Regions from separate parts of the Mus musculus genome. Here regions 1, 2, 3 and 5 are each linked to region 4. The links are chromatin contacts, called in public HiChIP or PLAC-seq maps. All regions are on one chromosome and are shown on one strand. The core of a region is the stretch at or near the end of the contact, and the rest is flanking DNA. Distances in the headings are between cores, read along the strand shown.

What was found. HiChIP or PLAC-seq counts read pairs in DNA pulled down with a chosen protein or histone mark.
Region 1: a contact with region 4 is called in an HNF4G HiChIP or PLAC-seq map of pancreatic cancer cells. The contact joins two enhancer-like sites. A contact is called at or near these places in 1 of 115 datasets of contacts at active chromatin or transcription factors (pancreatic cancer cells) and 1 of 9 other capture datasets (embryonic stem cells).
Region 2: a FOXA1 HiChIP or PLAC-seq map of pancreatic cancer cells shows a contact between it and region 4. The contact joins two enhancer-like sites. A contact is called at or near these places in 1 of 15 datasets of contacts at CTCF or cohesin (embryonic stem cells), 28 of 484 Hi-C or Micro-C datasets (the AtT-20 cell line, B cells, the C10 cell line and 15 more), 4 of 115 datasets of contacts at active chromatin or transcription factors (embryonic stem cells, extraembryonic endoderm stem cells and pancreatic cancer cells) and 1 of 9 other capture datasets (embryonic stem cells).
Region 3: a contact with region 4 is called in an H3K27ac HiChIP or PLAC-seq map of extraembryonic endoderm stem cells, with 2.6 times the contacts expected there. The contact joins two enhancer-like sites. A contact is called at or near these places in 6 of 39 promoter capture datasets (the 3T3-L1 cell line, 3T3-L1-derived adipocytes, the HPC-7 cell line and 3 more), 2 of 115 datasets of contacts at active chromatin or transcription factors (extraembryonic endoderm stem cells and pancreatic cancer cells) and 1 of 9 other capture datasets (embryonic stem cells).
Region 5: a contact with region 4 is called in a FOXA1 HiChIP or PLAC-seq map of pancreatic cancer cells. The contact joins the promoter of Scd4 here to the enhancer-like site in region 4. A contact is called at or near these places in 6 of 39 promoter capture datasets (the 3T3-L1 cell line, frontonasal cranial neural crest, hippocampal neurons and 2 more), 1 of 484 Hi-C or Micro-C datasets (B cells), 1 of 115 datasets of contacts at active chromatin or transcription factors (pancreatic cancer cells) and 1 of 9 other capture datasets (embryonic stem cells).

The regions. Positions count from the first base shown.
Region 1 is chr19:44,265,114-44,271,115 of GRCm38.p6, reverse strand. No RefSeq gene overlaps it. Among named protein-coding and RNA genes, the nearest start is that of Gm35183, 4.1 kb to the left of the region's middle. Within about 2 kb of position 3,970, at least 306 of the 459 cell types and tissues checked have an H3K27ac peak or open chromatin away from gene starts, as enhancers often do. A contact at or near this core is called in pancreatic cancer cells, where this site is marked.
Region 2 is chr19:44,373,623-44,379,545 of GRCm38.p6, reverse strand. No RefSeq gene overlaps it. Among named protein-coding and RNA genes, the nearest start is that of Scd1, 31 kb to the left of the region's middle. Within about 2 kb of position 1,380, at least 65 of the 459 cell types and tissues checked have an H3K27ac peak or open chromatin away from gene starts, as enhancers often do. A contact at or near this core is called in extraembryonic endoderm stem cells and pancreatic cancer cells, where this site is marked.
Region 3 is chr19:44,310,516-44,316,596 of GRCm38.p6, reverse strand. No RefSeq gene overlaps it. Among named protein-coding and RNA genes, the nearest start is that of Mir5114, 10 kb to the right of the region's middle. Within about 2 kb of position 1,901, at least 328 of the 459 cell types and tissues checked have an H3K27ac peak or open chromatin away from gene starts, as enhancers often do. A contact at or near this core is called in extraembryonic endoderm stem cells, liver and pancreatic cancer cells, where this site is marked.
Region 4 is chr19:44,895,013-44,900,273 of GRCm38.p6, reverse strand. No RefSeq gene overlaps it. Among named protein-coding and RNA genes, the nearest start is that of Slf2, 33 kb to the left of the region's middle. Within about 2 kb of position 1,368, at least 39 of the 459 cell types and tissues checked have an H3K27ac peak or open chromatin away from gene starts, as enhancers often do. A contact at or near this core is called in extraembryonic endoderm stem cells, liver and pancreatic cancer cells, where this site is marked.
Region 5 is chr19:44,329,761-44,335,769 of GRCm38.p6, reverse strand. Scd4 (stearoyl-coenzyme A desaturase 4) reads right to left here and starts at 2,444. Exons shown (of 6, transcript NM_183216.3): 1 at 2,255-2,444; 2 at 1,509-1,776. The coding sequence starts at 2,278.

The DNA of each region.
Region 1 (6,002 bases), core at 2,721-5,220, 630 kb after region 4:
CATCAGGGACAGGCTCACCATCTGCTGGACCCCCCTGATCCACATTATGATCGGCTACTGTAACTTGTCCAATGTACTTTGGCTCTAGCTAAACATTGCTCTTATTGCTAGTAATTTTGTTAGATTCTTTTTTTCTGCTTAAGATGTGTCATTGGCCTCTGTAATACATTTTATAAAAGGAACAATGTGTGATTTCTCTTGATGCAGAACCTTGGGTTCCGGATCTCAAGAATCAGGGATTGGATCGTGGAGACGATTCGGTGCCTGCTCCAGAGTTTACTCCATATTGTATGAAAAAGCATGAAATAGCACTTTATTTGGAGAGCAAATGCTGAGACACAACGGCCCTGCACTTTGTTTGAGCAGATTAACAGTCATCGTCTTTCTCATACAAACCATGACACAAACTGACAGCTAGCTAGTCACACGAGTCAAACTGCACCACCTACAAACTTAGAAAAAGTAAGTCAGGAACATACAGATACATTGGCAGATGAAAACCATACCAGAAAGACCAGGTCTATGAAGCTATCGGACACACCAGACCAACAAAGGATATATCCTTTCACCGAGACCACTTAATAGGAGAGATACCTCACGTATAAACCCACAGGACATCGCTGGCACCCATCAACCTGCCATCAGACCATTTGGTGTGTGCAGCCCAGTATCACAGGCAACAGACTCTCAACTGTATCCCAGGCTTTCAACTCAGCAACATCTTCCCCGCTTAAAGTGGTCCACTTGAATTCACTTAGATGAATCCTGAACAGCTCTGCATTTCCTGGTACCCTGTAGGGACATTTTCTCGAGATTCTATCAGACCTTGACTCCATCTTTATCACAGTTGCTTTGAACACCCTACCCTCTCTAACTGCTTCGCTGTTATTCTGTAACTTATATCTTACTGTGTAGTGCAATGTGGGATCTGAGACTTAATGTTAGTAATTAAGATGACAATAGAAAAAAAAATCTGTGATTGTCAGTGGCCAGACTATCAAGTGAAATGAGGATTTTTCTGGTGAGTTACAGGCAACAAAAATGACTTAGCGGGGCTGGTGAGATGGCTCAGTGGGTAAGAGCACCCGACTGTTCTTCCGAAGGTTCAGAGTTCAAATCCCAGCAACCACATGGTGGCTCACAACCATCTGTAACAAGATCTGATGCCCTCTTCTGGTGTGTCTGAAGAAAACTACAGTGTACTTACATATAATAAATAAATAAATTAAAAAAAAAAAAAAGACTTAGCGTGCATCTCTGTCCAATAAATTCGGACACGTGGAAAGACATAAACACATCTCTCTACATTTCACACAGTCAACTCATAACTGTGAGCAGAAATGTCTTCATAATTGTCAGCGTTGCTTACAACAGAAGTACAAGTTTAAAAATTAGCATGGATTTACCCCTTAGATGCTAAGCCCCTAAGGTCATAAGACTGCAATGTCAACCTAATTACACTGAGCAGAAGCACAATGAAAACGAATTTTTTCCTGCATTTTACTTATGGATATAGAAGGGGGATGGAAAAAAACATATTTAACTTCTTACTCTCTTTGCTTCTGAAATACTGATACCAGATGATATACAAAAAATTAAATGCAAGTGATGGAAAGCCTTGTTTTCAGGGACAAATTAAATCACTTCCTTTTAAAAATTATTTTTTTGAGATTATAATATAAAAAGATCATTTTTCTCTATGTACATAAATACAATCTGCTCACTCTAAATCATGTTACTTGTGTATTTTCAGGGCTGGCTGGTATTAAAACCAATTGGTCTGCTCCTCCCTGGGGGGGAGGATTTTCACTGCTCTCAGCATTTCTTTCTTGCCTCGTGTGTGTGTGTGTGTGTGTGTGTGTGTGTGTGTGTGTGTGTGTGTGAGTGTGTGTGTATGTATGTGTGTGAGTGTGAGTGTGTGTGTATGTATGTGTGTGTGTGAGTGTGTATGTATGTGTGTGTGTGAGTGTGTGTGTGAGTGTGTGTGTATGTATGTGTGTGTGTGTGTGTATGTATGTGTGTGTGAGTGTGTGTGTGTATGTATGTGTGTGTGTGTGTGTATGTGTATGTATGTGTGTGAGTGTGTGTGTGTAGGGTTGAGGCCTCATGGACTTTCCCTCTGTCCACATTAGCATGCCTATTGTTGTTGCTCAGCTCTTGTTTGGGCTGTCACCTTGGTAAGAGTTTACGGCTGTAGCTTCTGACATTACTACAAGATACAATGCCAAGACCTTAACCACTGAGCTACCTTCTCCAGCCCCAAGGAAATGTAATTAAAAAAAAAAAACTCATTTGTAGTTACACCAACACATGTGTGGTGGGGCTGGAAAATAAGCAGTCAGACTGAAGTAGAAAGATTGCAAAGTCAAGACTAGCCTGGACAACTTAGACCCTGTCTTATAATTAATAAACAAACAAAAAGCTTGGAGATATAGTTCAGTGACACAGTGCCTGTTTAGCCTGTGTGAAAACCTAAATTCTACACTTAGTATTAAAACACACACACAGGGGCTGGAGAGATGGCTCAGTGGTTAAGAGTACCCACTGCTCTTCCGAAGGTCCTGAGTTCAAATCCCAACAACCACATGGTGGCTCACAACCACCCATAATGAGATCTGACACCCTCTTCTGGTGCATCTGAACACAGCTAAAGTGTACTTATGTATAATAATAAATAAATCTTTAAAAACACACACACAAGTAAATCAATATCACTCTTTCCCTCCTGTGTGTCACTAGTTTTATGTCACCTTGACACAAGCTAGAATCATCGGAGAGGAGGGAGCCTTGGCTGAGAAAAATCTCTCCATAAGAACAATCCAAATGAAACTGAGTAAGAAATAAGCAAGGTGTGTGTGTGTGTGTGTGTATGTATGTATGTATATATACACATATACACATATATACATACATATATATGTATACACACACACACACATATCTTTATGTTGGTGGACAGAGGTGCCTTAAATTGGGTCCCACAGTGTATGCTGGTGACAGGCCTCTTCAGGGGACTTCTTGGTGCCGGAGCTGGAGTGTGGTAAAGCGAGAACACCCACACGGAGAGAGAGAGACAGCCTGGTATGTGGTGTTCAACTCCACATTCAGTGAAGATGCACGTTTACTGAAAGGGGATTGCTAATGAGCTTCAGGGAAACTTCCTTCTGGAAAGGGCTAAAGTTTGGGGATGAGGATGGGGGTGGGGGTTGTGCCCACTACTTTTGGTCCTAGAAGTCTGACTGGTGTGAGGATTCTAAATTAAGAACTAATTTTCAAGGTTGTGGCGTATACCAAGGGTATGGCGTATATGTTAAGGCAAAGGGAAAGCCACACCGTCATCTTGTATTTGAGTGTTACTAGCTCGCTTTATAAACCCAGGTAAGTGGGCCTGGGGAGATGGCACCCACGTAACAGCATGACTTAAGTAGAAGCCCTTCTGCAGTCCCAGCGCTTGGAAGACTGAGTCTCTCTCTCTCTCTCTCTCTCTCTCTCTCTCTCTCTCTCTCTCTCTCTCTCTCTCTCTCACACACACACACACACACACACACACACGCGCGCGCGCGCGCGCGCGCCAGGGGCTAGCTGTAGCTAAGTTGAGCTGCAAGCATTCGAATCTTTCATCCCCGGTGACATCAGCCTGGAACGCTCTGGAACACTTGGCTGGCTTGCTTTCTCTCATGCTTTCACGACCCAGTCTTCCGTATGCTTTGCTGAGGTGGCACTCTGCCTCCTACGTGACCGCCTTGCCCTGCCCTGTTTAGTCTGCTCCCGCGACCTCCAACGCAGCGGAGGACCAGAGCCCACACCCAAGGTCTCTGCGTTCCTCCCTGGCGGAGAGGGAGGACTGGGGGGCGGGGGTGGAGGGTAGTTACAGCATCCCTTAGAAACTCCCTCAGCTCCAAACAGGAGGGCGACCGCAAGATGCAGGGGCACCTCCCGAACCAGAGGCGGCGCCTCCTGATGGGCGCGGACTCGGGCAGAGTCGCAGCGCGGCTGCTGATTGGCTGTGCGGAGTCAGGCGCTGTGGGCCGAGTGGACGGGTGTGACCCTGGGGGCTCTGAGTGATGGGCCGCGACTCGGGCGGCTCCCAGTGTTGACCTGGGTGTGGGCTGGCTGAGGGCCAGGGTAGGAGTGTGAGCACCGCCTGCGGTAGGGCAGCGATGCGGCCTATCGCGCAGTCGCTGCCCTCCTCCCCGGGATGCTCTGAGGGCTTTAATGGGGCATTCGCTCAGCACTAAGTGCTGAAGGACCGGAAGGACGGTAGTTTTGCTGGGGTTACAGGTATGCCTGAGGTGACCCCACAGAAAGTTAAATAGTTTATTACATACAAACAAATTAATCCTGGATATGTACACAAATCGAACCAAAGCAGATACCCAAATATTGGTGCGCAAATATTTGCAGCGCTTTTTACACTTGCCAAAAGGTGGAGCCAGCTCAGTTGTTGATCCGTCGATGAACTGGCTGAGGTAGACACTTTAAGTGCTTAGTAGGCAATACCAAGGAGTGGAGTATTACTTGAATGAAATGGGGACACCAAGGTATTGTTGAGGAGAAAGTCTTTACTCTAGAGGGAGAATACAGCCAGAGGCATCTGGAAGGGTCCAGAGCAGACTAAATATGGCCAGCAGAGAACCAGGCCATCGAGGAGGGAGAAAAGTGGAGAGCAAGAGAAAGAGGGACCCAAGGTGACCAAGACCCAAGAGGGCAACGAGGACAATGGCTAAAATAGCAGGGTTATATAGGAACGAGAAGCTTGGGGTCGGGGTCGGGGGAGCCCAAGAGTTGGGGAAGTTTAGGGTAGGGGCCAGGAGAGAGCGGAGAGGAATCTCAGGCACTGAGCCCCGAGATCAGCAGACGCTTTGATATGCTAATAGGCACCACAGGTGGCCAACTGTCTTGAGTTTTCTTTTGAACCTGACACCACTGATTTATGCTACACACTGGGTGATTGCCTGGCAAACCTTGCTGGGAGTGGGGGGTGGTAGCACATGTGGGTTATCAATTGTTTAACTCCCTATCCTTGAAGTACAAGGCAAGCGGGTACCTCCTAGGCCAGCACCGTTGGTTTTTTTTTGTTTTTTGTTTTTGCTAAGGGTGGGGAAAAGTTGGCTTGTGGCTGATAAGATTAGGTGTCACTGGCAAATGGTTTTAAGAGTTTTGGGTGATGAACTGTTGTAGAGGGCCTTGGTGGCCAGTCTGATTGACAGAGCTAGTTCTAAGACAGCCAAGGAAGGCTACAACAAAGAAACTCTGTCCTGAAAAACCAAAAACCAAAAAAACCAAAAACCAAAACCAAAAACCAAAAGAAGAAGAAGAAGAAGAAGAAGAAGAAGAAGAAGAGGAAGAGGAAGAGGAAGAGGAAGAGGAAGAAGAAGAAGAAGAAGAAAGAAGAAAATGTTTTATAATGTAACAGTGGTTACATTATGTCGTGAACGTAAGAAAGGCTTCTCATTGCTCACTTTGGGTTTTCTATTTTATATGGTGACTTTCCACTTTAGTGAAGCATGGAAACACGTGACCTTTTACAGCCGCCATCCTGTTCCCTCCTGTTCTCCAGGGGCTGGTGTTTGTTACAGCCTGGCCTGGGCTATTCATTGTTGTTTGAGAAATACAGGGGGAAAGGGCCTGTTGGTCCTTTCTGACAAGGCTTCTCCTCGGCCCACAGCCAGCGTGAGTCAGCACACCACACAATACTCTTTATGAGCTCCAGTAACGTGAAGAAGCCCTGAGAATCCCTGTGGAAAGGGTGGGGGCAACTGCCTGTAACAATCCCAGAACAGAGTCTCATTTCTGATCCTGGAGTCCATGGCATTTGCCCCAAGGTCAGTGTTGAAGATTCAGCACTTGGTTACTGCCACAGAAACTGTGGGTCACCTCTAGGTTGTAGAATTGGACCCCATGCCATTTCCCATAGTTTGTCACAGAGACGCGAAGTCCTGAGAGATCTATGCCTCGCTTCACTGACTACTGACCATAGGCACCAAGAGGCATCTCCGGCA
Region 2 (5,923 bases), core at 131-2,630, 520 kb after region 4:
AGGGACACGTAGGGGCAGAGAGAGAGAGAGAGAGAGAGAGCAAGAGAGAGAGAGCAAGAAAACAAGTAAGCTGGGGTAGCCAAGCAGTCCCTCTTATACACTTGGCAGCTCTATAATTTTGGGTAGCTGTTACTAGGTTCCTTGGAGTAGCCTAATGAATTGTCTGTAAGCTAACAAGAACCAAGACCTGAAAATTACCCAGTTATTCTTTGACCTCTACCCATGCATTGTTCACATTTGCCTGCATGCACATGTGTATGCAAACACACACACACACATACCCCCCCACACACACCCATACACACATACACCATATATAAATTAATTAAAAAGTCATTGAGAAGGGGAAATGCTTGTTCTTCATAGCTAGGGAATTTTCTGTGATTCATCCAGTGATGATCTTTTATTCCCTTCTGCTTTTGCCTCTCTCTCTCTCTCTCTCTCTCTCTCTCTCCCTCCCGAGAGAGTGCTAGAGAGACAGTTCAGCAGTTAAGAGCATTATTTTTTCCAACCCATGTAAGGAGCAGAGCCGTGGGTTCTGCCCCAGGGTTTTGTGGGATACACTCTTAACTCCAGGTCTACACAGAGCAGGCTTGTGACACCACCTGATGTCGTCATCTGTAAGGACAAGATCCGCCATGGAAACCTCTCTGGATTGGCTTTTGCATGTCCCGTATAATGCCCCCTTACCTCCAATGTTCAAGGTTAGCATGGGACAGACAAAAAGGTGCACCAGAGTCTCTGTCATCCCCTGGACACAGGTGTGCAGGCTGAGCTTGGAATCCACACCTGCTGCCAGGTGGGCACACAGAGCCCCTCAGGGTGATGCTCCTTCCCTGAGGAGGAGCCAGGCCAGCATTTGCATCCCTGCAAGGATGCTCTGACCTCCTCCCTGGGGAAGTTTCACTTGCATCCAGCATAGGGCCATCCTGTGGAGCAGGAAGCAGAGATTCTCATGGATCCCTGTGCTTAGCTGCTATAGTGTTTCTCTCTCCAGAGTTCACAGGGCGGCTCCTTTACAACTGTGCACTTAGTTTCCAGGAGAGCCAGAGGGACCCTGCAGGAGCTGCCTTTTCTCTCTCAGGATGAGGAGCAGAGTTGAAGGTGAGGCAGACACTTCCCTCAGCCCCTGACTGAGAGGGAGAAAGTGAAGCTGCTCAGGACACTGTGGAATGCCAAGGGTGAGGGCCCCTGCAGCTGGTGCAGGCTCTGAGACTCCCTGGGGACAGGGTGGGGGTGGGGTGGGGGTGGGGCAGAACTGCAGCTGGAGCTGCTGAGGGAGCCTCGCCCCAGCCCTTGCTCAGTTCCTGTGAGACCTGGGCTTCTGTCAGAGCTCTTTGTTCTCACTCCACTCTGCTCTCCTGCTGGCCCTGTCACCCCTGGCCCTGTCACCTTCCCTTGCTCTGTGTAACCACTGAAGTGTCCCTTCAAGATCTTAGCCTCAGGTGTCTAGAGTGTCTCTTTCTCATCAGCCTGGTATCACATGAATCGCTTAGAGTGTTGGTCAATCCTCTCTCTGTCTGTGAAGCTCACTGACACATCTTATAGGCATTGTGACCACACCCAACATAAGCCCAGGTTAAGATAATGTTTCCACTGTGACCCCAGCCAATGCCAGCTGGGTCAAAGGTCTTTCTTTTTTCTTTTTTTAAAAGCATCTCCGAAGACAACTTCAGACATTCTTCTACCATGCGAGCATGGGGTAGGAGCAGTTGTCAGGCTTGGTGGCAGGTGCTTTTGAGTCACCTCCCTAGCCCTGTGTCAGAATTTAACGTGGATGGACAGTTGGTCATCTTGTGTTCTCTGAGCATTGCTATTTCCACAAGAAAGACTCTGATTGATTATCCAACACCAAATGGCCAGCCCTGAAAACATATATATGAGTAACATACAGACTGTGCAGGCTCAATTTAGGAATTTATGTGCAATTACACATACATATACATAGTAACAATTCTTGGGGAGGAAAGGCCATGGATTTGAGGGGAGCAATGAAAGCCGTAGGGGAGGGTTCGGAGAGAGGAAGCAGAAAGAGAAAATTATGTAAGAATTTTATAATTGCTTCTAAAATTAAATTTTTTTTTTTTTTTTTTGCTTTTTCCAGACAGGATTATTCTATGTAGCCCTGACTGTTCTGGAACTCACTCTGTAGACCAGGCTGGCCCCAAAGATCCACCTTCCTCTGCCTTCCAAGTGCTGGGATTAAAGGCAAGTGCCACCACTGCCCGGCTTGAAATACTATTTTTAAAGTGCTGAAATTCGGGCTGTAGAGATAGCTCAGTGGTTAAGAGCACCGACTGTTCTTCCAGAGATTCTGAGTTCAATTCCCAGCAACCACATGGTGGCTCATAACCATCTGTGATGGGATCTGATGCCCTCTTCTGATGTGGCTGAAGACAGCTACACTGTACACATATATAGAAAATAAACAAATAAATCTTTTTTTTTCTTAAAGTACTAGTATTTGGGCCCAAGAGAAGGTAAAAGGTTCCTGCCTCAAACCCTGATGCCCTGAGTTTCTTCTGCGATGTGCCTCCCTCCCTAAACACACCCAAAATAAGGAAATAAAAATGAAAAAGAGAGAAAGAGAGAGAGAGAAATTCTAGACTCTTAGCTGGAAGGAACCTTTGTCTTATGACTGCCTCTCAGTCTTGCTACCCATGAGATCTGGTCCCAAAATTTCCTTTGTGTCTGAAGTAGGTCTCTAGGGCAGCCCAAACTCCTGTGTTGCTTCTCTATGATCAAAGAGGTTACAAGAGTATGGTGAGGGCTTGGGTGTGGCGAGAAAAAAAAATGTCCCCTGGGATCTGCTGGGTTTTTTTTCTTCACAGATGACTGCTTTCACACAGCTGCCTGTGGATACAATGTATCTTTGTGACGTTTGTTCTTTCCCTTCTGCATTTAGCTTATTCAAATGGCCTCTTCCTTTGTGCCAGGAAGCAGCAGGCCCCTGGGGTTCTCCGTGTGAAATAGGTGTGAAGCATATCCTGGGCTTGCAGAAGGGCTGCAGGTTGGACCCTCTTAGCAAGAAGATGGACCTCTGACCGCCTAGGTTAGTCAGACTCTTTCCCTGAGAGTTCCTTACTTACCAAGACAAAGGAAGCCCCACCCTCATATCCACCCCTCCCCCCCTCACTCAATAAATGTCTATGAAATCCTGACAAAAGGAATCAAGAGTCCCAACACTGGGGAGATAAGAGCCAGAAGGATCTTTTTTGTACACCCTTTTTTGTACTACTTAGCCTGGGCTAAGTTGTAAGACATGGAAAGGGGGGACGGGGGAGAAGGAGGGAGGGAAAGGAGAAAGAGAAGAGTGGTTTCATATTCATCTTTTTAAAAAATGAAAACTTTAGCCAACTTGAAAATACAAAGTACCAACAAACTGTACCCACTTCTTGGATTTCTGTTGAGAAAGCTGAGTTAAGTAGGAAAGCACATACAAGAGGCTGTGGTGGTCAGTCTTCACAGAGCTGAGTAACCACATGCCCATCTTGAAACTGGGATGGGGCATGGGATACTCTAGCCAGGTCAGGCTTCTCCAGTCATGACTTTTGGCCCTAACATGACTGCATGCTATGTGTAGGTCTGAAAGCTAAATTAACCCTCTGCCAACTTAGCTTATGAAATGTTTCCCGGCAATTTATAATAATGTGTTGAAAGGCAAAGCCTGGCCCAAGGGCCTTTTAAACCTGACTTGCCTAATATCCACTCTTAGAATAAGGTGGAAAACACATAAAAGAGAATTTTCAAAAGCTTACCCTTCCATTCACAGGGTCTCAACCAGGGAAGGCATACATGTGTAAGGTTTATAAAACCAGCTAACAGACAGGCACATAACATAAGATAAACATAGCCTTTCCCCTTATTTTGACATTTTATAGACCTCTAATCTATTATTTGGGTTTTTTGTTGTTGTTGTTGTTTTGATTTGTTTTATAAAATAGGGTTTCTCTGTGTAGCCCTAGAGCTCAATTCTGTAGACCAGGCTGACCTTGAACTCACAAAGATCCACCTGCCTCTACCTCCTGAGTTCTGGCATTAAAGGTGTGCTCCACCACCACCTGGCTACAATCCCTCATCTTTATTTATTTATTTATTTATTTATTTATTTATTACATGTAAGTACACTGTAGCTGTCTTCAGACACTCCAGAAGAGGGAGTCAGATCTCATTACGGGTGGTTGTGAGCCACCATGTGGTTGCTGGGATTTGAACTTTGGACCTTCGGAAGAGCAGTCGGACGCTCTTACCCACTGAGCCATCTCACCAACCCTACAATCCCTAATCTTGAAGGCTGGATTCTGACTTCTCAAACTGATCAGTAGTCCACAGCAGAAGGTTTGCAGTGGGCAGAGCTGGCCCCGGTTAGCTCCTCTTTCACGCTAATGCTGTCCTGGGCGGCAGAGTTCATGAATGCCTTCCTGTGAATGCTGTAGCTCTCATGGTGAAGTTCCCATCATATGTCATTAAAACGGTCACCTTCTTGTGTCTGGTGAGGTATATGAGGGGTATAACACCTTGGGAAGACACACACACGGGCATTGCTTATCAAGAGGGACATTCTGGTAAGGCATTCTAGAGTTACAGCCTCTGGTCTAAAAGAGTAAACATACCTGGTCCTACCCCTTCTTCTCATGGGTAGTACCATGACAAAAGTAGGAGACAGGGCATTAAAAGATGGTGGGGTGAGGGGGCCACAACAGGAACTACTTTATGTAAGTCCATGTGGATACATACTTGCAATTTTTTTCATTAGCTTTTTATTAAAGTAACTCACATCCCTGGAATAGATCAGGTGGTGAGAGCTTACAGCAGGGACTCCCCCCCCCCTTCTATTTGCAACATTTTCACAGGGACTATTCCCTTGAATGCATCACTCTCCGAGTACTTGCCTTGACAACCCTTGAGTCTACCGAGATAGTCAGTCTTGGACTTGGGATGCAAGGGACACAGAACATACATCATCCCAAACTCCGAGAATTTTGTGAGGATGATGGAAAGAAGTTTTACTTTATTCCAAATTTTATTTGAATTAAATTGCTGGTACCTGTCTTACATCTCCTGCTCTGCTTTTGGCACACAGCAGGGCATCCTCAGACACACTGCTGGTATAGCACCTTTGGTTCTGCTAATAGCGAGCAATACTGCTCCTGCAAATGCCTTGATGAAAAAAGTTAAGACAGCTACTTTTGCTAATCATTTAGCAGAAAATGTTACTAATGCTCTGAGTGTTTAAGAGAATGTAGATAGGTGTTTGGAACAATGGATTGATGCTCTTTATTGATACTATATTCAAATTATTGTAAAGGAGGTTCAGAGTCTAAGAGTAAGGAGCCATCTCCAGTGTCATGCTAAATACCAATAGACTTGTGTTGCTTCTAACACTTACAATGGCAGTCACTATAATTGGGAGAAAATTCAAAGACACTTGCAGGGTATTTGGCATAATTCTAACACCTCTCTGGATGTTTTAACTTTGTGTAACAAGATTATGAATTTAAACAGTGCTGCTCCACTGAGTTTAATTCTGTGGATACTGCCAATAAAATTATTCATGGCTTAAGGTCAATATTTTCATCTTGGTCAAGCTTCAAGAATGGCTTATATAGCTTGAGCGTGTTGGCCCTTCTTGTCCTGGGAATACTTTTATTCCAGTCCATTTTGATAAAACTTGCCTTTAATAACATCATGTATCTTGGTGGCCAACGTATATAGCTTGAAACTAAAAATGGATTCCCAGACAGAGTCTTTAACAGGCTACCAGTGTGAACCAATGCCGTGTTTACTGCACCCTCCTGGCTGGAATATGACTTGGATCTGTCCCATGCCTGGTCATATTCCATCATGTGATTAGGGTAAGGGGTTTGAGATTTATTTAAAGAGCATCTGGAAAGATGTCTCGGCCTTTAAGACATCCCACCAC
Region 3 (6,081 bases), core at 652-3,151, 580 kb after region 4:
CATGGCAGTTCACAACCATCTGTAACTCCAATTCCAGATGATCTGACAGCTTCTTCTGCCTCTTTGAGCACCAGGTACAGACATACACGCAGGCAAAGCATCCATATACGTAAAATTAATGTGAATTAAATCTTTAAAGGGCAACACCTTTTTATACTGTTGGGTCGTCTTTGTGTTTGTTCTTTCTCTTTATTTTTTCCCCAGTCTCCTGCTCTTTTCCCTCAACAGCCTCTCCCTCCTCTTCTTTCTCCTTCTTTCATCCATTGTCTCTCTAGTCTTTCCCTTTCTCTACCCACTGTCTTCATCCCATTCACTCATTCTTCCCACGTGCTCCTTAAATAGCTTTTAACTTCCTAACAGTCTTTTTTATTTATTTTACTCGCTCTGTAGACCAGGCTGGCCTCGAACTCAGAACTCCACCTTGCTCAGCCTCCCGAGTGCTGGAATGAAAGGTGTGCACTAGCTTCACTTCCTAACATTCTAAAGTAGTTTTTAACCATCTTCAGTTCCATGATCATTGGCAATACATTAGCAGGCATTGAAGAAATAAATAAACTCCTAGTCATAGAGGACTCACAAAATCAAGCCAAAAGGACATAAACGATTAAAATGGATTCATAACAATCAACAAGACGGCTCTTACTCCTCACTCCTCTCTCTTTTTGTCTTCTCCTCTCCTCTCTCTCCCTCTTTATTCTCTAGCCTTTCTTCTCTCTCTTTTCTACCTTCTCTCTTTCCCCCTGTCTTTCTATAATAAAGCTCTAAAATCATTTTTTTAAAAAGTCAACAAGACTGAGACAGTAACCAAAAGTTTCCCCAAAAGTCAAAATGTAGCACCAGACTGACTCGTTGCCGAGTTTTATCAAATCTTTAAGGAAGAGGTAATAACCAAGCTCCTTAAACTGTTTCATATGGTATACAGAACACTACCAAGTTCACCCTGCCAAGTCTGCATTACCTTGATATAAAAACTGGTTCAGAGCACACACATTTTTAAAAAAGAAAATTGTCAGCCGTTTTTTCCCCTGATGAACATGGAGACAGAAAAAAAAAATTCTCAATGCAATTCTTGCAAGCCACATTTAAGGGCACGTTAAGATTATGTGTGGTGATTACTGCCTTTAATCCCAGCAAACTTTGTACAACTCCCACTCCCGTGTTAAATACTAACTTCCCGCTCCCAGTCCAAGCCTGCTTTGTTTCAAGCTTCTTATTTTAAGTTGGTGCAGAGGCTGCCCCTGCAGAGCGACTCGAGCTAAAAGCCTGTCATGGGTGCCCCTCCCACCCTGCATCCACTTCACCATTCCAGCATCTGAATGTCTACTCTGCTCCAAAAATACTTTTCAGATGTGTCCTTCCTTTTCCTTCCCCATGCCCCCATCGGAGTCTTTTCAAAGCCTGGAATAAGGCTTCCAGCCCCTGTGGTCCCCTCTGCTATCACAGTAAGTTTCTTAAATATCGAGATTTCCAGACTCTCACCGCCTCCCCTGCATTTTCTCCTCCCACTGCCCACTCCACGCCCCTTCATGCCTGCTGACATCAGCCTGGAAAGTTCCTGATCACATTAATGCTGTGCTTTTCGGAGTGCTCTCCTCTACACCATGACCCAATCTGAGGTCTGTTTTGCTAAGTCCTAGCTCTGCCTCCTCCTCCATAAGCGTTTGCACTACGTAGATGGAAAAAAACAAAACAAAAAAACAAAAAAAAACGTGCGCTGCTTTGCCAGCACACACCCCCACCCCCTTCCTTGGCGAAAGCTGGCGACCAGAGCCCACATTCAAGGTCCGGGGAGCGGAGGCGGGGGGGGGGGGGGGGGTTGTGAGGTCAGGGACTGGGCTAGCCTCCATCTGTGACTGCAAGGTACACCGGCTAGCTTCAGGAGCAGCGCATCCTGATTGGAGCGATGCGTGCAGAGCCCGGTGAGGCCGCTGATTGGCTGCGAGGGGTCAGGCGCTTTGGGCCTGGTGAACGCGAGTGAATCTGGGGCCAATGCTAACCCAGAGTAACCCCGGGAGGGGCCCGCACGCCTGACCCTTGCTTTTCCTCACCCTAGCTGGACCTCTCCCGGGCAGGCACTGGCAGAGGGCCAGGACTGGAGGAAGAGCGTTGCATGTTGCTTCTATTTCAGGCACTCAGCTTAACCTGAGTTGGAGTTTGGTAGGGCTCCATGTACGGTCACCAGGACAGTAATTTATGATGTCACAGGGCTGTGTATGTGTGTTTGGCCGCAGTGGGGTGGGAGGTGCGTTAGTGATCCAGGGAGGTAGCCACACTGCCTGCTCCTGGAAATGGCGAGGTTGGAGGCACGGTTTGAGGCTTTGGCTAAAGCAATCTTGCTACTGGAAGCAGAGCTTCTACTTTACTCCATGGGGTCTGGCCTTCCCCGAAAGCAGAAAGAAAAAAGAAAAAAAAAAGGAGAAATGTTATGGTGAAGGGTGGGTGACACTGTCCATTACTGCTGTTGAAAACTGTTTACTCAAAAAAAAAAAAAGTTAAACAGAATTATTACAGAAGAAATCCCATTCCTGTGTACACAAATCGACAGAGAGCAAATGCTAGAATATACACACACAAATGTGCAGAGCATACTATTCATAGAAGCCGAAAGGGGGGGACAACTCAACTGCTCCCCATAAATACAATGGACTGTTAATCATAATGAGGAGTTAAAAACTGATTTGTGCCAGTGTGAAAATGTTAGGAATCGATCAAAGAAGATAAATCAAAGAAATGACTTAGACACAGATTTAAGCCAGTAGAAAGTCTATTAGCTGGCTGGTACTTACAGACTTGAGCCTTTCTCGGGGTGAGATGTTTGTTTTTAATTATTATTATTATTATTATTATTTTATTTATTTATTTATTTATTTTTTTGGTTTTTCGAGACAGGGTTTCTCTGTGTAGCCCTGGCTGTCCTGGAACTCACTCTGTAGACCAGGCTGGCCTCGAACTCAGAAATCTGCCTGCCTCTGCCTCCCAAGTGCTGGGATTAAAGGCGTGCGCCACTACGCCCGGCTTATGGCATTTTTTTTGTATTTTTTTTTTTTAATATGAGTACACTGTAGCTGTCTTCAGACACACCAGAAGAGGGCATCGGATCCCATTACAGATGACTGTGAGCCACCATGTGGTTGCTGGGAATTGAACTTAGAACCTTGGGCAAAGCGGTCAATGCTCTGAACTGCTGTTCCATCTCTTCAGCTCTCTCAGGGCAAGCTTTTAAGCACACACACACACACACACACACACACACACACACACAATACAAAACATGTCTTTGTTTGACACATTTAGCAAGAACAGTTAGCCAGAAGGGGAACTACAGAAGCCAAAAAGCAAGGCTAGTACATTTACAGACTTCCCAGAGCTATGGCCTTTGATGAATTAGATCTTTGTTTTCATTTTGGCGGGTGGTGCTGCCTATGTGCTGGGTTCCATGACCTGAATAGTACTTCTATCACTTCACCATGTTAGTTGTGTTAAGATTTGGGAGCCAACTAAGGACCAGGTTGGGGGGGGGGGGCGGTGGGGGACCTGTTACAAAGAGACACACAGAATGTCATGCAGGGAGGCTACCAGACACACACAGTATGGCTATTTCTCCGACATAAACAACAACCGATTCATAGGCAGCATATTGGTTGTTGATACAGTGGGAGGGTCATGAGGAGTCATTCGAATGGGAATAGTGTTTCCTTTTGGGGTGAGGATAATGACATTTTTTTAAAACTAAAGATGAGGCCCAGTATAGTGATAAACATCTCTTATAGCAGCACTAGAGATGCAGAGAGAGAGAGTCCGGTCTAACGGACTGAATTCCAGGACAGCCAAGGATACTGAGAGAAACCTTGTCTGAAAACCAGGTGATTAATTAATAACTAATAATAGTAATAAATGGCGGTGGCTAAACAGTATAAGTATATAAATTCATGCGCCATGGTCATGGATTTGGGACCTTTAAAATGATGCTTTTATGATGTCATTTATTCACTTAGTTAGGTTTTTTGTTTTTGTTTTTCCAGTGTTGGGGACGCAATCCAGGGCATCTTACAAGCATGGCAAGAGTAAACAGAGCCTTATTTTTACAGTGTAAGTTGCTTCTACGCCAAAGAAATGCTGCTTCAGTTAACAGGCATAACTAACCCAAAGAGTCTCAGAGGAGAATTCTTACCCTCACCCTCCACTTCTAAAGAAAAAGAAAAAAGAAAAAAAGAAATCGTAAGAATACAGCCAGGCGTGGTTCTGGGCCTGCCATGCCTTTGACAACCAGTTTTCTCTCGTTTGCTGTTCTTGTTCACAAAGTCTTTCAAGGCCTGACCCTGACTACTCATTGTTCTCAGTGGAAAATGGCCAAGATGCCAATGGACTCTTGGATGTCCCCAGCACCAAAATCACCATGAGTCAGCACAGCACACACTGCCCTTTTGTGAGCTCTCTGCTGTTCCCCGGGCAGATAGCGTGGGAGGAGTGCTCACCAGAGGAGGAGGGCTCTTTCTGCCTCCAGCAACTTCAGGGCAGAATCTCTGTCCCTTAGGGAGTTTATCTTTGGGATTTATGGCGTGTGCTCAGAATTCATTGTCCAAAACTCAGTGCTTTCTTTGTTGCATAGAACATTAAGCACAGGTCACCGAAGAGAACGCCCACTTCCCGTGACATTTGCCACTGAGCGCCACTATTGAAGTGCAGGGAGACATTTGCAATTAATGGAAGCTGCCCTTAGTTATAATAGTGCTCAGTCCTTTACAGGCAGCCAGACTGTAGTTGCGAGGAGAGAAAATGCCAGCACTATTTATGTGGTCTGAGAGGTGGGTGTAAAACTGGGGTGTGGTAGGTCACAGCAAGAATGGGAGCTGGATAGATTGTTTGGTTCCAGAACACAGTAAGCTCATGCAGGGAGAGGGTGCCTGGATTCTGTGGAGCCTGACTGCAGTATCGCCACACCACTCCTGCTGCCTCTAAATGAACTCAGCTACCACTCTGAGGCGCTCCCATCTCTTGCTTCTGATGTGAGATGAGACATCCTCCAGCCTTTAGCTTAGTGCCTGACCAGAGAAATGATCCTGGCATTATCACTGATGTGTTTATAAAAAGATAAGGAGGTATAGGATGTGTTCTATGGGGGTGTGGTGAGGTGTGGGGGAAGGGGGTGCCCCAGCGGGCCCATGCTGAGGCATCCCTTCCCCTGAGGGACCAGCCACATGATGGTATAGTATAGAAGAGAGTTTATTTAGGGCATGGGGAGGGGAGTTAGAAGGGTAATAGAGTCAGAGAAAGGCAGAGAGAGGGAGAGAGTAGAGAAGTAGAGGCTGGCCACGGCCATGAGCTCATGGAGAGAGGTGGGAAGGGAATGGAGAAGGGAAGATCCCAAGAGGGCAAGAGAGAAATAAGAGGGAAACAAGAGTAAGAGAGGGAGGAGGGGGCAAGCAGCCCCTCTTAGAGTGGGCTAGGCCTGTCTGACTGTTGCTAGGTAACTGTGGGGTGGAGTTTAGACAGAATGCTAACAATCATCGCATCTTCCAGCCTGCGAGCTTGATGTCTGTCTTTCAAAAGGTGCTGCATTTGTGTTTGAGTTTGGCACAAGCCCTTTCATTTACAGAAAAGACCGTATCTGGCTTTCCCCAACCACTGTAATTTGATGGGGCAAGATTATCATCTCACAGGCTACATTATAGCAGCTGCTTTTGGTCACATGCTTAGTCTTTTTTTTTTTTAAAGTCCGGAAGCCACTTCACTGTTGAATTAGAATGTAGAAGAGAGAATGTCCTTCCATTGAAGACGTGATTTTTCACCAGTGCTTTCTGGTACATTTGCAATCCAACCTCAGGCTCTGTTAGGACTAAAAACAATCCAACACAAAGTGCCCTTCTCATTTAACGTCTGTTATTAGACAAATAATCTATAAACCGAAATTGCACCTTAAAAATTTATAGTTACTAAGCCAGGGCATTGTAGCGAAAACCTTTAGTCCCAACACTCAGGAGGAAGAGGCAGGTGGATCTCTGAGTTTGAGGTCAGACTCTACAAAGAGTTCCAAGCCAGGCAGGGCTTCACAGAGAAACCCTATCTAGAAAAACCAAAACT
Region 4 (5,261 bases), core at 119-2,618:
GTCTGCTCATCAACCCCCTCCCTGCTTCTACCCAACAGAGCCATAGCTGGAGAATCAGGAGGAGGCCCACAATGTCATTTCCCCATCACTCTGCAGACGATTCCACACTAATGTTCTTTTAATGCTGTGATGCTGCACTAATTAATAAGCATCCTGCACAGAGGCCTCGCTCAACTCTCCTCCCCTCTCCTCCTCTCCCCTCCCCGCCCTTCCCCAGCAGCCAAGGAGAAGGCCTCCTGCCTGACATCCTGGCAGGCTGGCAGCAGAGAAAGGATTTCACTCCTCTACCTGAGCTGCCTGATATTGCTATGAGAGATAACTGTATACGAACCAATAATCTAGCCTGACAATCCAATTTACTGACCAATAGCGCACAATCCACCATGTCATCGGCCGTGGGGAGGCCCATAAATTAGTTCCTAGTAATTTATTCTGATCAATAGAATGGGCAAAGTCACTTGTCTCTTTAATCAAAGGCCTCAGAGATGTCAGTGCGGGCTGCTGTGTGGGAGGGAGCCAGGGGGCCGTGGGTTCTTGGCACCACACCCCTCACCCCTAGCTCCCAGAGCCCGGCAGAAAGCCTCTAAATAGGGATGGTATGGGAGCTATCTGTGGTCCGGGCTGCCTATCTCAAGCAGAAACATGCTCTTCAAAGAAGCCAAGGGCAGGGGTGACCCAGATTGTGGTAAACAAGAGTTGTGCTGACTCAAAGGACATCATATCTCTTTGGAATGTTTAGAATCTTCCTCCCTATCACAGGAAGCCCCCAGTCCTTGTACTGGCTGTAAAGAGAAGATTCCCAGGCCGTGGGAATGTGCCTTTCCAAAGCCTGCTATGTAGATATTTTCCCACCAGGCCTTTGGAGGCTTAGCAGGACAGAAAACGAACTCTGAACTTCAGTCTTTCTCTGGGGCACTTTGCATCGAGAGAGGAAATCCACAGAACACAAGTTATCTGCCTTATCTGGCCCTAAGAGAGGTCGAGGTTCACACTCCAGCCCCAGGATGTCACACATTCTTGAGAGGGCTATTACCTGAGACATTCTTACTTGCCTGTTAGAGCAACAGCTTTCAGCGCCCACCCCCCCTCTTGGATAGCTCATGCTGTCATCAGCCAGGAGCCTCAAGCCCCCTCCCCCCCATTCTTTCATGTGAGGTCTAAAAATTTCACAAAGGCATGGGGGAGGGGGAGCACTCTTGTGAAATCTGATCAGTAGGGAGGCTGAGACAGGAGGATTGAGATTAAATATTAATTTATAAAGTAATTCTATATCATTTGATTAAGTTACTAAAGCCTCGTACTCTTCTGAAGTAGATACTGTTATTAGTCCCACTGAGTCAGAGTGTAAACAGCTTGCCCCAGGCCTCACAGCTAGGATCTGGTTGAGCAGGAACTGAAAGCCAAACCCTCTGGCTCTTATCCATCAGGCTAACGTGGAGGCAGAGGGAATTTCCCTCACCCCATCTCTGCAGGGTCAATATTTTAGTCTAGGAAGCAAACTGACAATAAACACCCACGGAAGAGATGCAAATGTATTCCAGGCACAAGAACAAGAGGCAAAGAGAATCTAAGGTTAAAAGAGGGGGCCAGATTGGGTTGGGGAGACTGATGGTTTCAAATATGCAGAACCCACAGGAAAAAAGCCACCCATAGCACCGATGCAACCCCAGCACCCCAGGTATGTGTATGGGGAAGAAACAGGAAGATTGCGGAGGTGTGCTTGTGTGAGCGATTGCCTGCGAGGATGACCATGCACCATGTTCCTGCCTGCGGAGAGCAGCTGAAGACTCTGAAGCAGGTGAAGACATCCAACCCAGAGGCATCAGAGCCCCTGAAATTGAACTACATTTGTGGGTGCTGCAAATTGAACCCTGCAAAAGTAGAAAGCACTCTCCTCTCCTGAGGTAGCTCTCCAGGCCCTCACTGGGGCTTTCTGGCCCCCAGCCCAGCAGTTAGTCTCAGTGAGAGAGAGAGATCCTGTCTCAGGGAGTAAGTTAGAGAGTGATAGAATAGGAGGCCTGTCATTGTCCTCTGTCCCCAGCCCCCTTCACAGGCCCACACACACTGAGTTCCAGGGGACAGAATGGTTTGATGCACACATACTAGTTATTTCTGCCATGGGGCCAGGGTTGGCCTGGGACTTCCTAGGTAGTTTAAGGCATACCTTGAACTCCTGACACTCCTGCCTCTGCCTCCTATATGATAGTATTACAGACATGTGCCACCATGCCCAGCTTACATTTACATAAAATATAATTAGCAAATGAATCCGTAATATGCTTAGAAGAATACTGACACAGAGTAAAGGTTATTTGAAGTGTTTTTGGTATAAACACATTCACAGCGATCAAGGGACAACATTACTGGGACTCTCTGAAGATACAGCAAGTCCTTGAGATGCTCTGCCTCCCCTTCACTCCTTGTCCTCCAAATAGATAAAGAATGGTCAGCCTCTGCTATCTCCCTGGAGTAGAAGAGAAAGTTCAAATGCTTCTCCCAACGTGTATTCCCTCTTCCAGGCCCTGGGGGAGCGCCAGTGCATTGGCCTTGGGGAAAGAGACCAATCTTGCTCTAGAGAGAACAAGCTTGTCCTCCTTGGTGGGAGGGAAGGTCAGCCTGGGGGCTGTGGTGGCTGCAGCGACTTGGCGAAGGACACCATACTCTTTGACATAAGCGGGATGTAGAAGATAGCAGAGTTTTGTAAAGAACCAGGAGTCAAAGGCTGGTTACCTTGGGTCCCCCTTCTAGCTCTGCCACTGACTATGGGACCTTGGCCAAGTCACTTCAGGTCTGACCTTGGTTCTGTATTTGAGGCAGAAAAGAATGGGGGACAAAGACCTTACAAGTCTCCCACCTGACATTGTGGAGTTCTGTGTGAGGCTGTGCAGATCTTTTAGGTTTTCCCTGAGCCTCCTCTATCCTGCCCCACTCCCCGCACCGTAACATCAGCAATACAGGGAAAGCCAGGATGTGTCAGACTATTATAGTCACCAAGTGCAACAGATATCATTTCTGAAACTGGAGTATGGGGAAAACCAATTGCCTTAGGACAGAGGTCCTCTTCTCTTCTCTTCTCTTCTCTTCTCTTCTCTTCTCTTCTCTTCTCTTCTCTTCTCTTCTCTCTCGCTCTCTCGCTTTCTCTTTTTGAGACAGGGTTTGTGTTTCTCTGTGTAGCTCTGGGTATCCTGAACTTGCTCTGTAGACCAGGATGCCTCTGCCTCTGCCTCCTGAGAACTGGGATTAAAGGCGTGCTTCACTACGGCTTGGCTCAGCTGAGGGTTTCTATCTCTGTTATCTTAATTTCGACTTGGATGACTTTGGTTCTGTCAAGGTCAAAGCTGGGGCTTCTGACCTTAGGGAACGTCTGCAGGCCTTCCTGCTAATCCCACTAGTTTTCAAGGATACGCATGCTTCAGGTTCACCGAGGCACAGTGTGGAAACAGCAAAATTCCACGTGAAATTCTAAGCTCCCGTGACTGTCCTTGGATCCTGTTCTGGCCTCCCATCCCCTTTTAACTGAGCTGAGCTGGAGGGCTGGGGTACACAGTCCTTGGTGTGATGGGGCCAGGTTGGAGGCCGGAGGCTAGCCTAGGGTGGCTTCATGGCAGGTGGACACAGTTTCTGGTGAGGAGGAATCTGGCACCCTCTGCTGACCCCGCGGCAGGAGACAGCTGGTCAACCAGGCTAGAGCTGCAGCCATTGGGAAGGGGGAAGGCTGGGGTCTACTACTAAGTGGCAGCTTACTAGTCAAAAGAGCAGTTCCCCTCTCGGAATAGATCATTTTTATTGGTTTTGCAATAAGCTTATGAGACAGGAACAATTGCAATAAACAAACTGAACAAGAAATCGAAAAGATGGCCCCCGAAAGCTGTTACTGAGCCCTTCACACCTTCTCTTAATGAGTCTGTAATTTATAACAAACTCATCACCCCAGCACCTCCAGGGTTCTGCGGCTGGGAACTCATGGCCTTTGCCCGTGTGTGGTTTGTTACTTTTTAGGTGCCCGGGACTTGGTTTAAGAGGTGGTAGGTGTGTCTGGGGAATAGGAGGAGGCACGGGTTCTGGAGTCCCTGGTCAGACCTTGCTCCAGTCATGGCTACCTCTGTCCCTACTTTAGATCTCCGCTGAATGGAGGAGGCTGGCTCCAGGGAACCTACTGACTCCAGCTTTCTGCCTCAGCTCTCTCACCAGCCTTAGGCTGGCGATGGAAGCCAGCTTCCCTTTAGACTTCCAGACTAGTGCTTTGAATGGAAGGCTGTGATAACTGGCAGCTTCCATTGTTCCTAGGGATGAAGCACTGGCAAGGAGCTGAATCTTCTTGTTTCTCAAGGGTAGAGGCTCTGTCAGGACGAAGACATGCCTTCCTGTCTCACTCTGCAACAGGTTAGGGTTGAAAGCAGAGTAAATACTCCCCTGCAGTGTGGACATGGATGGAGAAGCCAGGGCTGGGTCTCTTCTTTCTGGCAAGATTACCTAGGGAAAGCCACATCTACCCGCTCAGCTTCAGCTCCTGGCGCAGTGTCAGGTGGAGGCTACAGAAGGTCACAGTTCTGTCTCTGCCATAGATTGAAGTTCCCTTAAGCACCCACTTTCTCTGGCCCTTTTTGCTATCAAGTGAAGCCTTTCCGCATGGTAGCCTCCAGACCTGTCACCTGAATCTCCAGGAGGTACTTGCCAGCCTCCTGTGTATTTTCTGGCAGCTAAGCATGGGGGAAAGCTTCCAGGGATGGGACCTGTAGTCCTGACCAAGCTCTCCTCTGTACCGGACCAAGTACCTCATTGAGATGCCTGCAATCCTTACGGGTGGCCACAAGATGTCAGTGCCAGGCCATACAAATGGCTCTTGTCCTGCAAAGGCTGGAAGGAAGCAGGGAGATTGGCGCCGACCTCAGCTTCAACTTCTCCCTCTCCAAACTCTTGACTTTGTATCTCTTACATGCTCCTGACTTTTTTGAGCCAGATGGGGAGTGGGGGTGGCTGGGAGGATTGGGGGGGTGGAGGTGAGTTTCTGAGACTCCTTGGCATCTTGCTCTGGGAAAGGTAGGGAGCTTGAGGAAAAGTATTCTTTACCCCACTGTGTGTGTGCGTATCTCTGTGTGTACATTCACACATGCATGTGTGTCTTCAGGCCATCCTAAAAGGTTAAGGAGAATACCAATAATAATTACATATACATATATACATATACATATACATATACATATACATATACATATACATATACATATACATATACATATATATACATACATGTACATATA
Region 5 (6,009 bases), core at 1,195-3,694, 570 kb after region 4:
GTCAAATAGACATCTCAGTTCAAATAGATGGCTCAGTTCAAATAGATTAGTTCCATGACCTCCAGACAAGGTCTGTTTGTGTCCCAGGTATATTAAGCAACATCTTTAAGCACTTCTAAGACGTGAGCAGGAGAGCTTTCCTCTTTTAGCACTCCATGTCAGTACCCGAGCAGGGTAGAAGGCTCTCAGAGTATCCAAGTTAGGAGAATACTGGAAAAGCACACAACTAGCCCAAGGACCATGGCTTGGCCTTCCTAATCACAGCAAATTCTGTTGCCCCCCACTTGGTACCTGGAAAAACTGTAGTCCTGAAAGAAAAAAAAAAGAGTTTTTCCTCAGTTGTATTTTCCCTGGCACCTACAGAACTTTTAAGGTAATGCAGAGCTCACCTGCTGCAGGTACTAAGAGACGGAGGGCAGGGGTGGCCAACACCAGCAGCCAACTTCTACATCACTACCTTCTAGAGGCAGCTACCAGAAAGTCTTCTGCCTTCCAGAGAGTGATCTCTGGCTCATCGTTCCTCAGAAGGTAGCAAGGGGCCCTGGCCTGCTCCTCTCTCCCTGATTTAAGAATTGGGAGTCAGAGGCGAATCTACCTGAAAGCACACATGTGGGTCCAGGGGCCAGCCCTGCATCAGCACATACGCACAGATCCCCAAGTTGCTGAGCTAGGGAAGAGACACAGTGGCAACCTTCTTTCTTGTTACAACAGTCTGAAGGCCAGGGTTTCTCAGTCTCTGAGCCTGGCTATTTTGGGCAAGGGGAGGTGGAGGTAGAGAGGAAAGAGCAGAAGGTTCTGGGCCCTTTGTCCTACATGGTATCCAGAGACAAGAGCAGGAACTGGCTGGCCAGGGAATGAATGGAATGTCACCCAATTCTGAAACCCCCCTCCCCCTCTATTTTTGTCATTTTAAGAACATCTTGCTAACTGACAGGACGGACCTGGAGCAGCAGAACTCTACACCAGTGTACTTGGACCGTGTGGGAACCTGCCTCATCTTTCTCTGGGGCAAACAAGCCTGTCCTGGTCAGAATCACATACAAATATTTTTTGTTGGTAATCCCATTTTATTCCTTCTTCTCCAGCGATCCCCTCTGGATAGTCTTACTTTACTCTGTCTCCCGACTAAGCAAATACCCCCTCATTAAGCCCCCATGCCTCTCAGCAAGGGCTCTAGTTTTCCTGTGGCAGGCAATGCTAAGTCAGAAAGCTTTTTGGACGGAAAAGCTCTTTAGGAGACTGTCAATCCTTTGTCATACAGTTATCCCTCCACCTTTTATAGACTTTAGCATCCAAGCTAAAGAACCCCCCAGATCTGACACTCTTGTACCCCAATCCCACGAGGCTCTGTTCCCCGTCTAGTTATCAGTATCTCAGAAAGTGGAGAGAAAACTTGAAAAATCTGGACAGAGAGCGGCTACTTTTCAGAATCAGAGTCTACCTTATTAAAGAGTTGGGGGCGGGGGAGACATGGGGTGCTGGCCCAGGGCGGAGGGTTTGGAGATTACCCAAGAGCCAGGTGTAGACCTTGCAGGAGGGAACCAGTGTGATCCCGTACAGGGCTCCCACGTGCAGCAGGGCCATGAAGATGATGTTCCTCCAGACGTACTCCAGCTTGGGCGGGGGTCCCTCCTCATCCTGGTAGCTGGGGTCATACAGATCATCTTTTATTTCAGGCCGGATATCTTCTGCCTGGAGGGGCATCTTCTCTTCTCCATCCTGCTGTCTCCGGGAGTGGGGTTCCATGATGTTGGTAGTGCTACACCTGCTGGAGATCTTCAACGGGAGGAAGTGAAAGTCAAAAGCAGATACATAGGACAGCAAGGGGGGGGTCCTCCTGTAATACAGCCAAGGCAGTAGAGGCAGAAACCCCAGTGCCCTGATCATAGGAAGACAGAGTACAGATGTGCTAGATGAAGCAGAGAAAACTTCCCAGAAACTACCTAGAATGTGTTGACAATCAAACCTCACAGTGAAGGGGCAGGGACGGGGATCAAACATTCATACCTCAAGCAACATACAAAGGAAAATGCATGTGCATGCAGAAAGGTATTGGCTGGACGGGAGCTTTCTTTCCTTTAAAGTCAACTGGCAACATGACTGCCACATCCCTCACTTGAAGGTCATACAAATCTAATAAGATATCTGAGATGTCTCTGTAGCTCTCAGCTCTGGCCTCTCTCCAGTCAGCACAGTCCCACCTGGTACCAAAGATCCTGTGCTAGAGGGAGGGGGTCATTGATGAAAAGCTGACCTCTTGTGGCAAGTGGGCCGTCATCTTGCTCCTTGGAAGCCTAGATCCTCTTGTGAAGGCAGAGAGAGCAAGGTCCAGGTCTGCAGCGACTGAGGATCGGTGAAGCGTTGAGTCCAGAGCCCACTGTGCGCTGTGTGTACTGCGTTGATGCCCGGCTAACTGTGCAGGTGTCACCAGTCAGTTCTGCTGTGTGTTGTTGTTTCCAGGCACAGGATTTAAAGGGTATGTAGAGCTGGCACTTGGTGACTGTGTCTGGTATTTGTTCAGATGTGCTTCATGACTGCCAACAAGGGATAAAGAATTCAGAGCTGGCTAGTCAAGGCAGCCCCATGAGGAGATAAAGACTGAAGGCGAGAGAGGGGAGGACAGCCAGCAAAGCCCACATTCACCTAAGGCAAGGCTATGGGATGCTGCACACACTAAGAGAGAGCCACCTTTGTCCCCATTCCTAGACAGATGGAGTATTCTCAGCACTCTGGCAAGCTCTGAGCAGAGGAATTTGTTACTCTCTTGTCTTCCTGGCTCTGGCATCCAGAAATCTGCTATCTCGCTGGCAGACAGCCCTCTGTGCCAACCTCCTCGGTTTCATCTCTGTGGACCCTGGGTCTCTGCCAGCATCATGACTGGAGGAATCTGGGGTCCAGTTCTCAAGCTTCATAGAGGGTAGAAAATGTCCACAAAGTGGGAAAAGAGTGAATCTGGGGGGTGAGAGTCAAGTTCAAGCCCAGGACTAACACAGGTGCTTGGCAAATGTGTCACACTGGGGCAGTTGCACAGTGGGGACAGCTCATCAGTGTCCACCACAATTCCACCTTCTCTTTCCACTCATCAGGTGTGGTGGGGGTAAGGGGGGGTGGACTGGCCTCCACCCCCAGATCTCGAGACAAGAGCAGGTGCATAGCCCGCCTTCTTACTTAGCATCTCAAGCCAGTGGCGGCTCTTCCCCACCCACCTGCCCAGGATGTTCAGCAGAATCGCAGAATGCTCTGACCAGCTCACACACACAGTCACACGCACAGGGCTGAGTGTCTGAGCCCACGCTCAGTCATAGGACTCGTTTCACAGGGGATAACCACCTCCAGACATTAGCATTTAATTACTTCCCTATGTTCCTGCCCCCGGAACATCTGCTGCAGGCAGGGAGGTCTGAAGATTCTCCCATCAGGTTGGGAATTGGGAGTCTTCTATAAGGAAAAAGTGGGAACCTCAGACAGGCGTTTACAGGCAGCAGAGGTGCAAAGGTTTGCCTGTGAAATAAGAAGACTGAGCTGGTATGGAATGACTTTAAAAAAAAAAAAAAAAAGCTAATACTAACTTTTTAAAAAGTCTCCCCGTGACCCATGACCTGTGGTTTTTAAGGAGAAGGAAGTTGAGATATAGAGAGCTCAGATAATTTGTCTGTGGTCCCAGGAGCCAGTGACTCACAGAGCTAGAAACTGATCATAGTAGGCAAGATGCCAGAGCCCAGGCTCAAACCCTGCTCGGAAAGCGATGCTGGCCTAGAGTCCCAAGACAAAATGACTTCACAGGCCGTCTTCAGTAGATTCACAGCAGGATGAGGAAGCTCAAACTGCAGGGATTTGCATTCACTAGGGTCTCCTGAGATAGACATCTCCCCTGTACACTTCCCCCCCACACACACACAAAGGAGACTATATGAGGGCAAGCATGACCAACTTGTCCCTCTGTGAAAGCTTCCTTGGCCTCTCCATCCTCTTCCCCTCTTATCAAACAGCGAGGGACCCCACAGTCCTTTTGGCTCCCCACATACTTTGCTTTGCTTTGACCCCACAATTTTATTTTAACAGCCATATTGAGACTTGTTTGCACTGGGCATGGTGGTGTACATTTTTCATCCCAGCACTTGGGAGGCAGAGGCAGGTGGATCTCTATGAGTTTGAGGCCAGCCTGGTCTACCAAGCAAGTTCCAGGACAGCCAGGACTATAGACAGAAACCTTGTCTGGAAAAACAAACCAAAAACCAAAAAACCAAAAAAACCAAAAAAACCAAAAAACCAAAAAACCAAAAAACCAAAAAACCAAAAAACCAAAAAACCAAAAAACCAAAAAACCAAAAAACCAAAAAACCAAAAAACCAAAAAACCAAAAAACCAAAAAACCAAAAAACCAAAAAACCAAAAAACCAAAAAACCAAAAAAAACCAAAAAAAACAAAAAACCAAAAAACCAAAAAACCAAAAAACCAAAAAAAAACAAAAAAACCAAAAAACCAAAAAACCAAAAAACCAAAAAAACCAAAAAACCAAAAACCAGTTTGCAAGTCCATCTCACGGGTAAACCATAAGCCTCCTCATGGCAGGAGCCCTGCCTGACCTTTCCTTGGTTTCTCTAGTGCATTATAGAATTTCTTACAGACATTAATTATTCAGTGATCACTTCCCAGAAGAGAGATAAGTTACGGGATCTGAGAAGGGACCAGTGGGGACTGTGATTTGCTTGAAATGAAATTCGTAAATGCGAGCTAGAGGAACCCCCTACTGCAGTTGTAAAAGTAGGCATGGCATTATCTACGGCTGGCTAGGAAGCAGAGAAATGGAGACTCGAAGGGCACTTATGAGCCTGGAAGTTGCCCAACTGTTCTAAAGAACAATCTATCGGCACCCAATAAGATCAAATGTGTGCATCTATCATCCAGAGATTTCCGCTCCCAAGAAACTGTTTTCTTCAGTGACTTTCGTCAGGGCAGATTTTTGTGTCTTGTTTTTGTGTACTTTTGGCTCTATGGGGGATCAAATTCATAACCTGGTACATACCAGGCAAGTGCTGTACCACTGAGCTACATTTCTCAGCCCTGGGTTGTTTCTTGAAAGGTTTCACTATGTAGCTCAGGCTGGCTTGGAACATCGAACCCCTCTGCCTCAGCTAGAGTAGCTGGGGATTTCATGGGTTTTGTTTTAAGGAAAGAGCCTTCCGACACTCCAACACACAGTTGGAGATAGATGATGGGCAAATAGGTCAGACAATTCAGTCTCACATGTCGTCAGGCCTAATCCCAGCATTTGGGAGGCTGAAGGAGGATGACCAACTTGAGGACATCCTGGGTGATGAAGCCAGACTCTGTTTCAAAAACAAAAATTAAAATCCTTTTCAGCACTTGGGAGGCAGAGGCAGTTGGGTTTCTATGACTTTGAGGCCAGCCTGGTCTACTCAATGAGTCCCCAGCCAGTCAGAGCTACAGAGTTGAGAATCTATCTCAAAACAACAACAAACAAAATCCGTTTTCATCATATTTACACAAAGGTCTAAGCTAAAAATTCTCACACACTGAGGGATGCTCTCAGTGAGGGAACAGAACACTTGAACCTAGAGCCTGCATGTGTACGTTTTGAAAGATCTTTACAATCAACATCCTTCCTTTTCAAGAACACTGAACTAAAATGATCCAGGGTCTGTAAAAAGAGCAGGACCTCAGACCGGGGTTTGAGTATGACCCAGTTATACAGCCTACAGCCTTATAGGGTGGGGATGCCTATCTTTAGAATTTGGGATCTTTGTGAGAATCTGTGAGCCACTCAGGTACACAAAAGGCAGGTAAAGGACATCTGGTCTGAACTGAAGTTTCCTTGGCTCATTTTATACATGCATTTTCAGTTTTTCACCTAACACATGGAAGTCAGACAACCATGGAGGGTAGAAGCAGCCGGCAATGGAGACACGTAGGCTAAGTTAATTATTCATCAAAGTTTAAAAAAAATCAACTAGGGGCTGGGCACATAGCTCAGTGGATAAACATGA